2 separate regions of the Danio rerio genome follow, and region 2 is linked to region 1. The links are chromatin contacts, called in public Hi-C maps. All regions are on one chromosome and are shown on one strand. Each heading gives the region's core, a stretch centred on a gene start, on an enhancer-like site or on the middle of the called end of the contact. The rest is flanking DNA. Distances are from core to core; before and after follow the strand shown.

Region 1 (4,612 bases), core at 1,224-3,723:
AGTTGACGGTTCATTCCACTGTGGCAACCTCTGAAATAGAGACTAAGTCAAAGGAAAATTAATGAATGAATGTAAAGTATAAAAATATATATATTATAATACTTAAATTATATTATAATACTTAGTATATTACATTTCATTACTTATTGTGCCCCTATTGACACAAAACTGATTGCATCTTTTCCAAACATGCTTTTCACACGTCACTGGTTGCACTACATCATGATAATATACACAAAATGTCCCGTTTGAAGGAAATGTTTAACAGGTGATATGGTTAATAGGTGACTTCCACAAATATCCACACATAGTGAGAGGCTTTGGAGGAGGTCAGGACCCCGCTGGGGTAGTCGAGGGGTAATCCTGAGGGATAGAGAGGAAATAACAGACCACAGGAATACAGAAATCAGCAGACTATCGCACATGTGCAGCCTGTCATGCAGATGGAGGGAGATCTGTCTTCTATCACAGCCGGGGAAGTGATCACAGAGGGAAAGCCAGAGAGAGAGGAAGTCCGTCTGTTCAAGAGAAATCTGAATGAGAAGAGAAATTACTGGAGAGGGGAAACAAGAGTGGAAGAGCCTTAAAGGCCAAAAGACTGAGCGATGTCCAGCTCTTAAGGACGACGAGGTCGTGTCCTTTTCTCTGTCTGGTTGTGTACCGTAAACCTCACTTTGAGAGGATTAGCCAGTAGAGTATCTGATTTAATCCATCGCACTAGGGAGGGCTGACTCTAAATCTGTCAAGCGTTTACCCATCTGAGTGTCATTGTGGGTGTGCACGTCTGAGATGTTATGGATTATACAATGAATTTGGGCACTTACAACACAACGATTTATAAACATCAATTCATTAAATAACTAAAGCTGTTTTTATATGCATTATTGATGTACTGTAGAAGATGCTTATGAACATAGGATATTAAACGGAAATAAAATAAAAAAGAAAGAAATATTCAATTTAATGTATAATGTTATTAAATTATTAATTATTAATACATTTTTCCATTTTGACATCAGGACAGTTGCTTCAAAAAGAAAAGTGTGGTCAAATTTAGACTTTTTTCTTCTTTTTATCAGGGTGTCTGTCTTAAAAAAAACTCTTAAACTGTCTTAAAATGTAAAAGCTCCATTTTAGGCCTTAAAAAGTCTTGAATTCACTGAAATATTGTGTTGTAGGTCTTACATTTTTTAAAAAGGTCTTCGACAGATCTTATACTATATATAATATATATAGTTAAACTTATATATATATAAGTTGCAAAGAGATACAATTCAAAACTGTTCAAAGTTACAAATTTACAATTTAAAGTTACAAATCAGTACAATTTAAAGCTGTTAGACATGTTTACAGGAAATTCTACAAATTAAATTCCCTAACCAGGAAAAGAAAAATAAAGTAACACATCCCTTTACATAATCTTCAATTATTACAACAACTATATACAGAAGTAACTGGGCTATTAGAAAAAATCACTAACACCTATAAATCTAAAATTTCATTTATAATGTTCTTAAAAGGGTCTTAAAAGTCCTAAATTTCACTTAAAGAAACCTGCAGAAACCCTACTTACGCGGTGTTGAAAAGCTCAAATTACATACTGTCATTTTAATATGCAGTTGAAATCAGGACTATTAGCCCCCCTTTGAATTTTCTTCTTTTTTTAAATGTTTCCCAGATGATGTTTAACAGAGCAAGGAAATTTTCACAGTATGTCTGATCATATTTTTTCTGCTGGAGAAAGTCTTATTTGTTTTATTTTGGCTAGAATAAAAGCTTTTTATTTAAAAAAAAAAAAAAAAAAACAGTTTTGATCAAAATTATTAGCCCCTTTTAGCTATTTTTTTTCGATAGTACAGAACAAACCATCGTTAAAGAATAACTTGCCTAATTACCCTAACCTGCCTAGTTAACCTAATTAACCTAGTTAAGCCTTTTAATGTAGCTTTAAACTATGTATGTGTCTTAAAAAACATCTAGTAAAAATATCTAGTGTGCCGTCATCATGGCAAAGATAAAATAAATTTGTTAATAGAAATTAGTTATTAAAACTGTTATGTTTAGAAATGGGTTGAAAAAAAAAATCTGCTGTCTGTTAAACAGAAATTTGGGGAAAAAATAAACGTTGAAAAAACTTTAACATTAATATTTCATACCTTCTGTCATTGAATACTGATCTGCCTTTCTAGGCATGATGTTTAAACAGTGTCCAAAAATGCTGTCTCAGTAGGTTTTAAAGCACAGCATTAATTGCCTTATCGTGGCCCTGCGTTTTCCCGTGACTTTGTGTTGCTCATTTGTCTGTGGCTGCATGTGGAGTTTAATGGCAGGTTAGTCAGCAGATTTCATATCGCACACGTCCCGTCTTCAGCAGAGGTTTGGTATTTTTTCAGACACCCTGTAAAGCGTTCTCTCCATTGTCATGCGGATCTTTGCCTCATTAACATTCATGACATGCAGGAATTTGCCGGAGCGAATTTCCATAAATTAGCCGTCTCGGCTGCTGAGAGGGGGAAAGGCAGAAGATCAAAGAGAGAGGGAATGAATGAACGAGAGGGCAGGTGTGAGGCCTTTATAGCTTTCCCTGACCTTTTTATGGAAGGAATCGCTTGGCACAATTCCCAAATAGTCAGGAGTTGTCAGGCTGTATGATGTACAGTTCGTGTAATTTCCTGCTTTGTAACAATATGACCCTTTTGAGGCCCTGGTGAAGGAGAATAGTCTGTAGTCTGTATTAGCATAAATAGCTCAGATCTGTCGTGGAGATAAATTTGCTCCTTTGTCTCTTTCCCACAATAATAAATGTTGTTAACAGGTCCAGTGGCTTATATGTCAAAGTCTGTCCCCAGTGAGCCGCGATTCTGCTTTATTTTTCCTCTTCTTTGAGCACCTCTTTTTTTCTCTTTTGTTGTTTGCCACACAGTTAAAAGAGTAGTTCATCCAAAAAGGGATTTCTGTCTTCATTTACTCACCCTCGTGTCAGTTTTATAAACAAATCAGTAGGATCGGATCTTTAAAATGTCAAGTCTTTTTAAATGATGTGGTTTTTCCTAACCTGTTTGTTCATGAATGATTCTTCATGAATCAGACTCAACTAGTTACTGATGCACTAAATTAATGATTCATTCACAATGGTTGACAGCTCACTGCACTCTAAAAATAAAGGTTTTTATTGGCATTCACAGTTAGACAAATAAACTTCCATTGAACCTTTCAATTCTTCAGATTATTAGAAAGTTCTAAAAAAAGAAAAGATCTTCTGAGATCTTCCCTGAAAGTTGCACTGTGGAACCTAAAATGTTCATTTACACCACACATTACTTTCAGACAGTTATAACAAGGCCCAAACGGAGGGCTATTCAGGTTTTTTTTAATTATTATTATTTTTAGTAATATTATTGTCTTGTATTTTATGGTCAATAACATTTTTGGCCATAGTGAATGTGTAATAAACTCACATTTTGAATGTTACTGTGTTATTACTATGTTATTGCATGTTGTCACTGCTGTTGTCTTTTTACAGTATTCATTTTTTTAGTTGCACATAAACCAAAGCTATATAATTGTTAAATTGTGTGAGAACAGAAAAAATGATAAAAAATGATTAATTCTAAATTATTTTAAACACAAATTTGCTCAAAAAGTCTTAAGAAAAGTAGGAGCATATTAATTTATAAACATATACATTCCTAACCAAATTATATGAAAACAATTTACTGTGAGTACTGCTTTAAGAAAAGAAGTTTTAACAAAATGGTTTCCATAAATTTTAAATTTTAGATAAAAAAAGGTGACATTTTGCTGCTGCGACAAAACACTTATTTACTTTATTATCAAATATTTCTTAAAATAATAGACATTTTTACACTAATATACAATTATAGCTAATTTTACACAGGGTACTCAAATGTACTCAATACCTGGATCCAGAATGACAGAACTAGGCATGGGACGATAAAGGTTTTCAAGGTACATCGCGGTTTGGAAAAGTCAAGGTTTTAAAACCAAATCCAAATTTTATTAAGTTATACCATTCCTAACTTGGTATGTGAAAGATTTTTTTATTTAGTGTTTTTGAAACTAATGAAGACAGCAGACGTCAATGATATATTTGAATTGTTTAGCTACTGTTCCAAAATATTTTAAATGTATAAAATATATTGTAAATAAAATATATTGTGTTCAAAAGGGAATAAAACAGTCTTAGTTTTTTACCCAGACATTTCAAAAGGATATATTTAGAGCAGTAATCACAATACCATAAAACCGTGATATTTTTATCCAAGATTATCAAACTGTCAGAGTCTTAAAGTGGACCCATGCCTAGACAGAAGATGAGACATGTAACATGTTTTAATGGTTATACCTTTTTTAAAACACTGGAAAAAAGTGTTTTTTAGATCTTAATTTCATACTTTTATCATACTGTAGGATTAAGTGAGTAAAAAATAAGAATTTTCATTTTTACGATATAATCCCTGTAAGCCTTTGTCTCAGACCATATTTCCCATCCCCCACTCTATTTTAATTATAACCTCTCCACCTTTTTATTCCTTCTCTTTGTTTTCACATTTCCATCTCTTTGTGTTCTTCATAGTCTTGCTTCTTTTCC
Region 2 (4,612 bases), core at 544-3,043, 51 kb before region 1:
GTTTGTTTGTTTGTTTGTTTGTTTGTTTGTTTGTTTGTTTTTAAATTATGACATATTTCAGTGGACACTTTTTAGTTAGACTATAGCCCCCTCTTTGTCATTTCAGCCTATTAAACTTATCAATATTTAGACTAACAAAACACTGATGTTTATGGTAAAGATTAAAATTATCATTTTAAAGCAACTTGACGCTCCAAATGAAGGTTTTAAAAAATACAGTGTTACTGTTAAACCAGTGACGACACTCAACAAAAAAATTGGAAAATTTGGCAGTATGTCTGATAATATTTTTTCTTCTGGAGAAAGTCTTATTTGTTTTATTTTGGCTAGAATAAAAGCAGCTTGGAAGAAATTTTAAACCATTTTAAAGTCAAAACCTTTAGCCCCATTACAACACCATATTTTTTTTGACCCTATATTTTTTCCGATAGTCTACAGAACATCGTACAATAACTTGCCTAATTACCCTGACCTAATTAATCTAGTTAAGCCTTTAAATTTCATTTTAAGCTGTTTAGCTGTTTAGAAGTGTCTTTAAAAAAAAAAAATATATATATATATATATATATATATATATATATATATATATATATATATATATATATATATATATATATATATGGAAGGGCATTCGCTGCGTAAAACATATGCTGGATAAATTGGCAGTTCATTCCGCTGTGGCGACCCCTGATTAATAAAGGGACTATGCTGAAAGGTAAATAAATGAATGGATGAATGTATTCATTCATTTTCTTTTCGGCTTAGTCCTTTTATAGTATGGGGTCGCCACAGCGGAATGAACATTTTATTTCATTTAACATTTTATTCTACGAAGTTAATACACGGCAAACGTTAATGGTAAACTTAAATGGTAACTAAAACTAAAATGGTAAAATTACTGGCTTGGTGGCTAAACTGTCATCTTTGTTGATTAGTAAATTGGGTCACCCTTTAGTTTGACGTTCCGTTTGTTGAATTGAAGTTACATTGCATCTACATGCCAACTAATTCTCATTATATTAGAGGTAGACTATTAGGTTAGGGTTCATGTAAGTTGACATGTACTTACAAAGTTTCTTATAGTCAGTTAAATGTCTGTTGAAGGAGCAGTATTAACAGATATTTAGCAGACAGTCAACTAATACTCAAATGGACCATCAAAATAGTGTTACCATAAATTGCAAAGAAAAAAAGATAAAGTCCTGACAATACACAGAAGTAAAATTAGCAGTCTTTGCCACTTTACATTATTGTACATTAGTATTTTTAACCTCTGCAAATGATTTTGAGTGCATTCACAACCGCCTAATTCATTAGCTTCGTGTCCTATGATGACATATTCAAGTAGAGTTTAAAAATGCTCTCCATTCTAAGAAGAAAAAAAAAATCCAAAAAGACTCTTTAGTGAACTGTAGAAGTTTTGAGAATGTAGACTCAGAAAGGAGGGGTTTAGAGTGGCCTTGAATTAACCATTCAAAATATGTGATGCTGCAGTGTGAATTATGAAGTATAATTCTTTCTTTCTTATTACTTGGATGAAGCAATTCAGAAGTTTACAAATAGCATAAAAGAGTCTCTTTAAGCTTGTTGCTACAAAAATAATGTTCTGCACAACTGAAGTGTTACTAAGAGTATGTAAACAGGAAACCCGCTTTGGTGTTGTAAATTCTTCTAGGTTACTCTGGGTCGCTTGTTGAGGCTGTTTAACAGGGGGAAAGGGCGCATTACGCACAGGTGTTTTGAGCCGCTGCAGTGCGTCAGCCTCCCCTTAAATGACCTGCGAGTTTGCTGTAACTGAGTCACTCTGCAGTGAGGTGATGGATGCCTGGTGAGTCATCGCTCCACACATCGCTGGCAGGTGGAGGACTGTGAAAAGCCTTTTATCAGCCTCAATGATTACAGTACTAGAGGCGCAGCTTGATGCCTGGTGATTCTTTCAGAGACGAGCGTGTCTGTATTGAGTATTCTTATTCAATCTGAGCGCAATCTCTACATATAGACAGACACACATTGTCAGGATACTCGGTGTTCTTATCAAGTTGGTAAATCCTAGGAGGTTGGTGTTCCCTTGCGTTTTAGCAGCAGTTTCTTTGCTGTTGCATGCAAGACTGGATGTTTATGGTTAAAAGGTATATTTGAGAGCCTATCGTGATATGCCATCTCATTAGTGATCATCTCACAATCCGTTTTTATGTGAGACATTGATCATGCAGAATGTATCCACACACACACATGCAGCAGAAAGAATCAATGGCCGGGGTCCATGCGCAGACTGTTCAAACAAACATATTGAGCAGATAAAGTGACACAGCTGTAAATGACCACACACCAACACACAGACATGTGGGGCGAGCACAGTGCTGTCAAATGATTTTATAAGCTGTGTTGTGTTGGAACACTGTAAAACTCGTGTGATTTTACACAATTCATTTTGTCCCTACACTATTGAAGTGGATTTAACATAAAACAATTAAGTTGTCCCAAAAACCTCAAGTTGTCCTCAAAACCCCTTTTAACTTATCTTAAATAAGTAGTTTGAACAAGCAGTTATAGGCTGCATTTACACTGCATGCTTCAATTGACTTAATTACAATGTTTTTTTCTCTCATGTGGCACAGATTGGATATGACTCATGTTGGAAAAATTTACATGGATTCCAATTTACTCAAATCAGATTCAGGCCTTGTTCATATGTGGAAATTTATCTGATATGAATCGGATCTGTGCCCTCGTGTCGGTAGTGTAAGCAGGTAGATCAAATTTTCACCTGCAAGTCGCGTGTCACTAAAAACCACAACGATTGACGTCAAGTCTGATGCTTTCCTTTCGGAGCAACATCCGCCACGTAATCAATATAAACTAAAATGGTTGCATACATCTGTGCATAAATCATGCCATGGACATTATATGAGGATGCCTAATGGTTTAAAGAAGCCTAGATTTTAAAAAAAGATGGTAAAATGACAACTTTTTCAGTCATAAACTATAGTAAAATACAAAAGAATTTTAAAAAAAGGAAGCCTGCAAACAGATATAATACATGAATTGAGAAAAGAGCGTGTTTTTTTTATTATCAGCTGTCAGTCAGAGCCCCCCGCTCTTTTTATTATTATTTTTTTCTCCTAATATTGCACCTTTTGCCATTTGTCGTGTAAATGCAGATAATCGGATACGAGTCGCTTTTAAAAATTGATGTAAGCTGGTCATCAAAAAAATCAGATGCAGCCACAAAATCGGAATTGACCATCAAGATCTGCAGTGTAAATGCAGTCTTAGGGGCCAATCACACCGAATGCACTTTTTGCATTGAAAAGCCCCTTTTTTGAATGATTTACTAATGACCGAGAGCGTTTTGCGCACTACTTATGCGCCCTGCACGCCTCGCGTTTTAACTACCAACTGCGCAAGCGTTTTTTCTCTTGTGTGGCTTGCGCTTGCAGTTGAAAAAAGTCAACTCTGAGGGGAAAAACCGTGTTACGTCACTCATGTGCGTCTTTTTTAATTCTCCAATCAAATGAAAGCAGATGCTGGGTTTCTATTGAGGTTCTTGCAGTGTTTGTGTTGTCAAGACAACAACAGAGACTTTTGAAAATGGAGGAGAGACTTGTGGTTGCTCTTTTGATTTATCTGGAGATGTATGACTTTACAAATCTTGAACATCACAATAATATTAAATTCTTTTAATTATATTAATATTAGCAGCAACACTCTTGCACAATACACGGCTGATTCAGTCATTGCTCTAAGGTCATCATGTAACGCTCTAATCTCAGCTAACGTAAGCCCTCGACGAAAGAGAGTCTATTCTTTCTCTATCAAGCTGTCTGCCCCTTCCTTTTGACATTTAAAAAGTGAATGAAGTCACAGAACAGTAGATAAACGAATACTGAAAGACAAAAAACTTTTTAGTTTTTTGGGAGAAAACCATGCACACAACTACACCTGAACAATCAGCTAAAACTTTTTTGAGTGAAGGCTGTGGAATGTTATTTTAAAATTACAGATGAAATATGATCCTGTCATTGTTATAATGACATTTTGTGATCAACATGTATTATTCATCTATGCATTGTCTATCCGTTCATCAAAAGTTTGAGAACACTATGATATTTTTGGAGAATTTGCTCGCCATTTTTATTTTAAAGTACAATATTAATCATATTTAATAATATTATAAGCTTTTTTAAGTGGCTTATTTTTTATTTGTTTTATAATGTAATTTGCAATGTAATTCTTGTGTTGGTAAAGCTGAATCTCAGCATCATTACATCAGTCTTCAGTGTCACTCGATCCTTTAAATTCTTAATCATTCTGATATGCTGATTTGCTGCTCAAGAAGCAAGAGTTGGCAGAGTTTTCTGGTATAAATGAGCTGTTTTGAAAATGCAAAAGAGCTGTGGGTACTGCTTTTTTGGGCTGTTTATGTAATATACCGTAGCCGCCAAAATCTGTAGGCAAATGAAAGTGACAGTAATACTGATGTGTTTTGATCCTTGGGATGAACACCTGGCAGTGGATGTACTGCTCAAAGAGCAAGTGAAATAGAGACAAATGAGGTGCACGATTGATGTCACTTCACAACCTAGAAATAAGACGTTTTAATACACAGGAT

Evidence for each region. A called contact is a pair of places that touch in the nucleus more often than the background predicts.
Region 2: a contact with region 1 is called in a Hi-C map of embryo, with 1.4 times the contacts expected there. The contact joins two enhancer-like sites. A contact is called at or near these places in 3 of 18 Hi-C or Micro-C datasets (caudal fin, embryo and an unstated tissue).

What each region holds. Positions count from the first base shown.
Region 1 is chr20:26,620,197-26,624,808 of GRCz12tu, reverse strand. All of the region lies in intron 2 of bach2b (BTB and CNC homology 1, basic leucine zipper transcription factor 2b), which reads left to right. Among named protein-coding and RNA genes, the nearest start is that of gja10b, 45 kb to the right of the region's middle. Within about 2 kb of position 2,473, at least 12 of the 62 cell types and tissues checked have an H3K27ac peak or open chromatin away from gene starts, as enhancers often do.
Region 2 is chr20:26,670,807-26,675,418 of GRCz12tu, reverse strand. The region is part of intron 1 of bach2b (BTB and CNC homology 1, basic leucine zipper transcription factor 2b); the gene reads left to right. Among named protein-coding and RNA genes, the nearest start is that of bach2b, 66 kb to the left of the region's middle. Within about 2 kb of position 1,793, at least 17 of the 62 cell types and tissues checked have an H3K27ac peak or open chromatin away from gene starts, as enhancers often do.